Linked DNA regions of Mus musculus: all the other regions are linked to region 1. The links are chromatin contacts, called in public promoter capture Hi-C maps. All regions are on one chromosome and are shown on one strand. Each heading gives the region's core, a stretch centred on a gene start, on an enhancer-like site or on the middle of the called end of the contact. The rest is flanking DNA. Distances are from core to core; before and after follow the strand shown. Region 1 holds the start of Zfp954 (zinc finger protein 954). Region 2 holds the start of Olfr1344 (olfactory receptor 1344). Region 3 holds the start of Galp (galanin-like peptide).

Region 1 (2,700 bases), core at 50-2,549:
CACAGAAAGGAAATACAATCTTCAGGAGAGTAAAAATAAAAACAATAAAAACAACCTTCTAGGACTGGATTGCTATCAGGGACATCAGCCCTGTGCCTGGGCTCATTATCCAGACCCCAGGGTTCTGTAACATCAGTAGACCGGGGACCATGTACCATCTCATCTGCATCAAGAGTTTGCAGCCCAGCTGACCCAGCTGACCTGAGAGGCTCATGAATAGAGGCATTCCTACTTAAGGCTTAGAATCAGTCACACTAAGGCAGCAGATTTCAGACTTGTCCAGATGTCAGAAGACAAAACCTATCTCCGCTCCTACCTTCCAACCTTGTTTTTCTTTTAGTAAAAGGGTTTCTTGTGTATTACTGGAAATTGCTCTGTAGAGAAAGTTAGCCTTGAACTCCAAGATCCATTTGTCTCTGCCTCTCAAGTGCTGGAATTAAAGGTGTATGAGCCATCTCTTCTGGGTATTGTAGTTCAGACAATGTGGACCATGGGAAACCGGGACAGTTGCAGAAGGGGAAAGTGGAGAAGCGATATGCATGAAATTAACAGGACTTCTGCGGACACTGTCATGATTACAGATACGCCCGTGTTCGCATTTTCCAGAGCAGTCTTGGGGGGGGGGGGGAGTACAGCAAAGCTTCCTAAATGTTCCTAAATGTTCCTTTAATTTTCTCTTAGCACAATAGAAGCATTAATCCTGACGACTCCATAGTGGTGTGAGAAGTGTCTGAATCTAGAGTCCTGTGGTGAAGGAATCTTTGAATCCAATCCAAACATGTCCTTTTCCCCTCTTCCATGGTCACCATTTCTGTATTTATTAGCCCACGAACCTGGCGAGTATCATTTCACACAAGGCAAATGTCTCAAATGCAAAATTCAACTTTGCCCGTCTCCTGTATTTCTAGACATCAAATAAAACAAGGTTTCACTATGTAGCCCTGTCTGGCCTGGAACACACTATGACAGCTTCGAAAACACAGAAATCTACCTGCCTCTGCCTGCAGTTCTGTAATTTAAGAGTTCCAGCAAGCCTGACCTTGTGACTCAGCCTCTACTATTTCTAATCCACATCTAACTCACCTAAGGTAGAAAACGGTGTGGAGAAAATAGTCTCCACGCCAGTGCCAAGAAATCCACTGAAACTTGGTCTTGTCAAGCAGGGCAGTTGTGTCCGGATCGCAGAAATTTGCTCCTGCATGAACTACATTGCCCAGAAAACATTGCATGAAACTCAGCCAATGAAAATGGGCATTTCAGCGACGGCGAGAACCGTTGGGCGGGACTTTTGGCTTTGCGTGCTGGAGGTTCTTTGTAACTTCCTGGACCCGTCAGTATGGCTCACAGAAAACTGGTGTCATCTGCTTTGGCCATGGCAGGAAAGCCGGCACGTTAAAAGCGTTTGTCCCCCGTCACAGAGACGGATCTGAGGTTTGCGACAGCTCGTGTGATCTGATCCAGGCTTCGAGTGCGGATGGCGACTTCCCAGGGCCCCACCATCCTCTGGAGCCCGATGGTGATTGTGGAGGCTGCGGGTGGAGCCCTGCCCCAGGTGAGTGCCTAGTGATCGCCCACCTACCTGAGTTCTAGAGCACTGAGATCTGGGTCAGGAGCCAACAGGGCAGACGTTCATGTCCCCGACTGTAGGGTACGGATGAACGAAATAATGTTTTTTGACATCTGTGTGCTAGATCGCTAGAGCCATCCCCTCTGACTCACAGTGCCTGTTGGACTGTACCTCCCAAGGCTTGTGGGCGGGCCTGAGCTCGGAGACAGAGCCCTGGGGTGACCTCTACTGGCGTTTTAGATGAGGGAAAAAGGGCCCAGTACCCCTAAGGACCTGACTTTTGTTTATAGAGAGACTGGTAGCCATGGAAGATTTGAACAGAGGTGAAACTTGATCTATTCAAACTTTCCCAAGCATCTCCGGGGGAATATTGAGCAAGGATGAAGTTATGTGGATGGAGACAGAGATCTATGAATCCTTAGGTAAATGCTGTGGACTAATGCAGCAGTTAGGGTTGTAGACCATAGAGGGAGAGATTAGTCTTCAAATATCTGAATTTTTTTGAGACATATGTAAACGAGGCTATGTAAACGAGGCTAGAATCAAACTTGCAATCCTTTAGAGTGATTGGATTAAAGGCAGGACCTCCCACTTCCTGCTTGTTTGACTTTAAAGTAGTACTTTCTTTCCCTTTTATTATTCATTCATTCATTTACTTACTTACTTACTTACTTATGTGAAAACATTCAGCATTTAACTAAAGTCTGCTGTGTTAACTACTTTTCCCCCTGGAACTCAGGTCTGGCTGGCCTATGTAGCCAGTGCTTGCCTCAGTCTCCGAGATCTGCCTTCCTTTGCCTTCCAAGTGTTGCAGTTAAAGGGATGCACACCATGCTTACCCAATAACTTTTTTTTTTCATTTTCCCCTTGGCTTTTTATAGAGACAGGGTTTCTCTGTGTAGCCCTGACTGTCCTGGAACTCTCTCTGTAAATCAGCCTAGCCCTGAACTCAAAGATCTACCTGTCTCTGCCTCCCTAGTTCTGGCATTAAAGGAGCGTGCCACCACTGCCTGACATCTTTTTTGGTTTTTTGAGACAGGCTTTTTCTGTATAGGATTAAAGATGAAAGCCACCACCACCTGCCTCCCAATTGTATATAGATAAACCTATACATTCTAAAACAATTGTGTGTT
Region 2 (2,700 bases), core at 89-2,588, 680 kb after region 1:
TGATTTTATTAAGTTGAGGAGTGGATGGGGGGGGGGGGAGGTTAGATCTTGGACGATTTTAGGGAAGGCATGGGCAATGGACATGATCAAAATACAGTCTGAGAAATTATGTCAATAAAGACATAATATTCAAGATTTTTTCAAAGAAATCTCTATGTAGGGACATATCCATTTAATTCCAGCACTCAGGAGGCAGAGGCAAGTGAATCTCTGTGAGTTCGAATCCAGCCTGGTCTATCCAACGAGTTCCGGGCTAGTTAGGGCTATACTGAGATCCTCTCTCAAAAACTTAAAAATAAAACAAAAGAAGATACCTCCATGGAATTTGAACAGACCAGACTGAGAGAAAATTCTGTGCCCCGCAGAAGTCGCTTAGTGCAACACAATGCGCGTCCCCCGCAGCCGGGCCAGGGCATAGCGAGCTGCCATGTGGACCTCACGGTTTCGAAGGCTGTAGATGAGTGGATTGAGGACAGGTGTGACCACCAGGTAGAAAACTGCCACCAGTTTATGGTGTCTAGCAGGAAGATCACTAGAGGCTTTGGGCCGCAGGTACATGGCACTCACCGTGCCATAGAAGAGCCCCACCACAGCCAAATGTGAGCTGCAGGTGGACAAAGCTTTGTGGCGACTTCCAGCAGAAGGCAACTTGCGCACAGCAGCCAGAATCCAGGTGTAAGAGGCTAGGATGAGGACCAAAGGTACCAGGAGGATGGGCACGCCCAGGCCATAGACCAGCCTGTAGTTGGCTGTGGTGTCCGCACACGCTGTCCTCAGCACCGCAGGTAGCTCACAGAAGAAGTGGTCCACCGCTGCCCTCCCAGGACAGAAGGGCAGGCGTAGTGCAGCCACCGCATTGGGTACAGAGAGTGCAAAGCCCAGTGTCCAGGATGCTCCAGCCAGCGCTGCGCAGCGGGGGGCGGTCACCAGGGTCGCATAATGCAGCGGTCTGCACACAGCCAGGCAGCGGTCCAGGGCCATCGCTGCCAAGAGGATGGCCTCGCAGCTGCCCAGGGAGATGCCCACGTACAGCTGCGTGCCACAACGTACCAGGGAGAGGCGGGCACTGCGCATGGTCATGTGTGCCAGCGCCTGCGGTAGCGTGGTACTCACATAGGCTGTGTCCAGCAGGGCCAGGTGGGTCAGCAGGCGATACATGGGCCGATGCAGTCGTCTGTCCAAGGCTATCAGACCCACTAGGGCACCATTACCCAGCACAGTGGTGAGGTAGGCTAGAAGAAGTGAGGCCCACAGCAGGGGGCGCAGGGAAGGTGGGGCCCACAGTCCCAGCAGCAGGAACTCTGTGGTTCCTGAATCATTGAGGGTTCCCGGGCCCATCCTGGAGACAGAGACAAATAGCAGGGTCACTGCAGACAGTCTGAGCTGGGAGTGTAAGGGATGGCAGGACCCAGCTCCTTCTCCATTAGTCTCCCTTCCCAGCACTCTCCTTCCTCATTTTCCCGCCTCATTTTCCCTCTCCTCCCACCACACACACACACACACACACACACACACACACACTCCAACTCTTAAGTTACATCTTGTTTACCCCCGCCCCTCACCCACCCCCCCGTGCCTCTTTATGGTTACAATAGCTTGCTGTTGTAACTTGCACATATATTGAAGGAAAAAATGTTTCTGAGTCTGAATTTTTCCCTCATAAAATAAAGGTTTTGAGTGAGAGCCCAATGAGCTGAGCTTAATCTTTGACAAACTCACACAATGGAAGGAGGCAACCAACCCTAACCTCCACATAACACACACACAAAGACACAGACAGACAGACAGAGAGACAAACAGAAAGACAGTGAGAGAAGAAAATAAATAAATTAAAATACATTATTCATATCGTTTTGTAAAAGAATTCTCTCTCTCTCTCTCTCTCTCTCTCTCTCTCTCTCTCTCTCTCTCTTTCTCTCTCTCTCCCTCTCTTCTCCATGAGCTGGACCTGAGATACACAAATATCCAAGTCTTCCAGTGGTTATAAACCCACTGAAGTCATAGGTACTTGGAAGTCAATTGTGAGACATGCCTATAGACATACCTAGCAAATATTGGGTCAAGACCGTGATAGAAGAAAGATGGAGAGAGAACAAATCGCTCAGGAGCATTTCTGCCCTATGTGCACACAATTGCTTTGTACAACGGGCTCTCTGGATCACAAAACATCTTATTCATTCCCTGTGGGTGTCCATTACGAATCTGAAGCCTCAACAGACTCACCTCCCAGAAACTCCTATCGCCTCCTTTACCACATGGATTCTTTGCCCAGTTCCGCACTCAGACTTGCTCCATAGCTACACATCCCCATCATGGAGTAGATAGATGCTTCCCACCTCCAAGGATACACAGTATGCTCGAGGCTCCTGGGCTCGGAAGCAGGAAAAACAGCAAATTATCCAGGCTGTGATCAGGTAGGAGGAGTTAAAGCCCTCTACCCAGATCCACAGAGAGTTCTGACACAGAGGGACTGGGGGAGCAATTACAAGGCTCCTCGCCTTGCTCTCTCCCTAGGTCAGGACATTGGGACCACACTTGACTCTCACAAGAACCCATTATTGGCCATCAGTAATGAGGCTTCAGTGGGTTGATCTCGGCCCTGGGTCCCCATGGGCCCCATCTACCTTTTCTAGATGTGAGACTGGAGGTCACCCTGAGAGAAAAGCTAGGAAAATTCCTCTCTGTTCTATCATTGTCTCC
Region 3 (2,700 bases), core at 56-2,555, 920 kb after region 1:
CTAGAACTAAAATTACAATTGACTGTGAGCTGCTTGATGTGGGTACTGGAAACGGAGCCCAGGTCGTCTGCAAGAACAGCCATTGTGTTTAACTGCCAAGCCACCTCTCCAGCCCCCTCCTATATACTTAGATTGCCTCTGGGCAGTGTCGCCTAGAACATTGAAAATAAAAAATCCCCTGTAAATAATGCAACATTGTGTCCTTAAGGAAACATAAGAAAAATGTCCATGTTTGGAGGACAGCTCCCCCTCCCACTCCTAGGAATCAAATTCCAGGTCATTGGGGTTAGCTCCAACCACCTTCACCAGTTTAGCCATTTAACTAGCTTTCCCTGGTTATTTTTAATTTTTGATTATTTGAATCCATGGGTTTGCAATGTGTGGTATAGACAGCTTACTGATAGAACACTGAGACCAGAAAAAAAAAAAAAAACAGCATAAGGCTCTCCAGAGTCAGGTATGGTGGTGTTGTACACCCATAACCCCAACACTCCAGAGGCAGAGGCAGGAGGATTAGAAATTCAAGGTCATTTTCTTCCATGGAGCAAATTTGAAGCCATCCTGGACTACATAAGATCCTGCCTGAAAAACAGAGGTCAGCTAAGCAGGTGAAGGTGCTTGCTGCCAAGCCTGATGGACCTGAGTTCAATTCCCAGGAGCTGCAGAGGTATAGGGAGGGAACTGATCCCTACGAGTCGTCTTCTGAGCTCCACAGTCGTGCTGTGGGACATAAGTGAGCACACACACACCCCAAATTAGTAACTAATGTAATAAAAAGGAAAAAAAATCAAGGAAGCAAGCAAAATATTCCTCTATCCACCTTTACCCATGTTTCTCAGACCCACTACCACGCACGTGGAATTTGACCATACCCACGCTCCTCCTCTCTGCTTCTCTGTGCATACCTTCCTACCGACCCATGCTCGATGCCCCATCTTCCCTACTGCCCCATCCTGTCATGGCCCTGCCAGTCTCTGAGATGCTTTTACCATCACTGCTGTCAGATCCCCCAGCCTCCCCTCCCTCCAGCCCAGGCTCTAACCTGTGTGGAGCTGGCAGCACCGGCTGGGCTGGGCGGCTCTCAGCAGCAGCGGGGATCCTGGTTTGTGAGCTTCTGAGGAGAATGAGGAGGTTAGGGAGAGAGACAAGGGTGGGCGGGCTAGTGAGGATGGAGGCAGAGAGGACGACTCATCCACTTCAGAGTTCCTTAACTGGAGTGTGAGGTCAGACAAAGGTGCCTTGTGGCAGAAAACATTTCTCTGCCACAGCCATTGCTGGCAGGTCCTTGATTTGAGACTGTCTTTCCTTCACTGCCTCTTTATGGTCTCTCTAACCTGTGTTTTGTGGTTTTCTGTTTGTTTGTTTGTTTTGTTTTCATCGTGTGTGTGTGTGTGTGTGTGTGTGTGTGCTGGGGGTCAGAGAATAACTTGTGAGTATTGGTTTCCTCCTTCAGCCACGTAGGTCCCAGGAATGGAACTCAATTTGTCGTGACAGCTTGCCATCAAGTACCTTACCTAATGAGCCATCTCAGATCCCCTTGTGTTTCTTTGTTGTTCTTGTTTTGACATAGGGTATCTGTAGCCTAGGCTAGCCTCAACTCCAGTTTCAGCAGAGGATGACTTTGAACTCTTGATTCTCCTACACCTCCAAGTTTTATAATAGCTATTATCACACCTAGTTTGACCTGTGTCTTCTGTTGCATGTATAATAAAGGTCCTTTCTTCTTTGTGTGTGTGTGTGTGTACATGCGTGCACATGCATGTGTACATCTGTCTGTCTGTCTGTGTTTCTCAGTGTTTCCTTTCTCCATGAACCTCATTCTAAAAATGGCTCCTGGAGCTGACTTTGAAAGCTCATAGTTATTTTTTGTGGTTGTTCTTTTTGTTTGTTTTCCAGGACAGAGTTTTGTGTAGTGCCAGCTGTCCTGAAACTCCTTCTGTAGACCAGACTGGCCTTGAACTCACAGAGATCCACCTGCTGCTGCTTTCTGACTGCCTGGATTAAAGGTGTGCGTCACCACCTCTCAGCCCGGAAGGCTTGCGCACACATGTAATCCCAGCACTTTGGGGACTGAGGCTGGAGGCTCATGAGTTCCAGGCCAGTCTGGTCTTTAGTGAACCCCTGACTCAACCAACCACGGAACAAAATAAGGGACTGGAGAGGTGGCACAGATGTTAAGTGTGTTTGCTGCACAATCACGAGGTCCAAGGAATTTGGACCCCAGGATCCATGTAACAAGCCAGATGTCCTATATCCTCCTATATTCCCTGCTTCAATTTGGGACAAGGGGTGGATAGACAGAAACAGGCAGATCACCAGCCTAACCAAGAAAAAGAATGAGTCCTGGGTTCTAGGAGAGATGCTACCTCAAAGGCTTATGTGGAGAGTGGTGAGAAGGGACACACAGCACCCTCTTGTGGCCTTTGTGTGTGCATACAGGTACACTCACCCATGCGCACACATATATTCTCTAAAATTCCATCACTTATTTATTTATTTGTGGTAATCATATGCCATAACACACGTGTGGAGGTCAGAGGACAACCCATCATATGAGTCCTGGGTATTAAAGTCAGGTCATCTGCCTTGATGGCTAGCACACTCCCCCAATGAGCTATCTCACTGCCTTGATGGCTAGCACACTCCCCCAATGAGCTATCTCACTGCCTTGATGGCTAGCACACTCCCCCAATGAGCTAT

The links. Promoter capture Hi-C pulls out the DNA fragments that hold promoters and counts their contacts.
Region 2: a promoter capture Hi-C map of pre-B cells shows a contact between it and region 1. The contact joins the promoter of Olfr1344 here to the promoter of Zfp954 in region 1. A contact is called at or near these places in 23 of 39 promoter capture datasets (the 3T3-L1 cell line, 3T3-L1-derived adipocytes, the C10 cell line and 15 more), 3 of 484 Hi-C or Micro-C datasets (embryonic fibroblasts, gonadal supporting cells and nephron progenitors), 4 of 115 datasets of contacts at active chromatin or transcription factors (astrocytes, embryonic limb bud, embryonic stem cells and 1 more) and 2 of 9 other capture datasets (embryonic stem cells and pancreatic islet).
Region 3: a contact with region 1 is called in a promoter capture Hi-C map of liver, with 3 times the contacts expected there. The contact joins the promoter of Galp here to the promoter of Zfp954 in region 1. A contact is called at or near these places in 5 of 39 promoter capture datasets (embryonic stem cells, hippocampal neurons, liver and 1 more) and 1 of 9 other capture datasets (liver).

The regions. Positions count from the first base shown.
Region 1 is chr7:7,120,075-7,122,774 of GRCm38.p6, reverse strand. Zfp954 (zinc finger protein 954) reads left to right here and starts at 1,299. Exons shown (of 5, transcript NM_172738.3): 1 at 1,299-1,552. The coding sequence starts at 1,475.
Region 2 is chr7:6,438,540-6,441,239 of GRCm38.p6, reverse strand. It overlaps Olfr1344 (olfactory receptor 1344), which reads right to left and starts at 1,338. Exons shown (of 1, transcript NM_177061.3): 1 at 373-1,338. The coding sequence starts at 1,338. The coding sequence ends at 373.
Region 3 is chr7:6,195,695-6,198,394 of GRCm38.p6, reverse strand. Galp (galanin-like peptide) reads right to left here and starts at 1,305. Exons shown (of 6, transcript NM_178028.2): 1 at 1,043-1,305.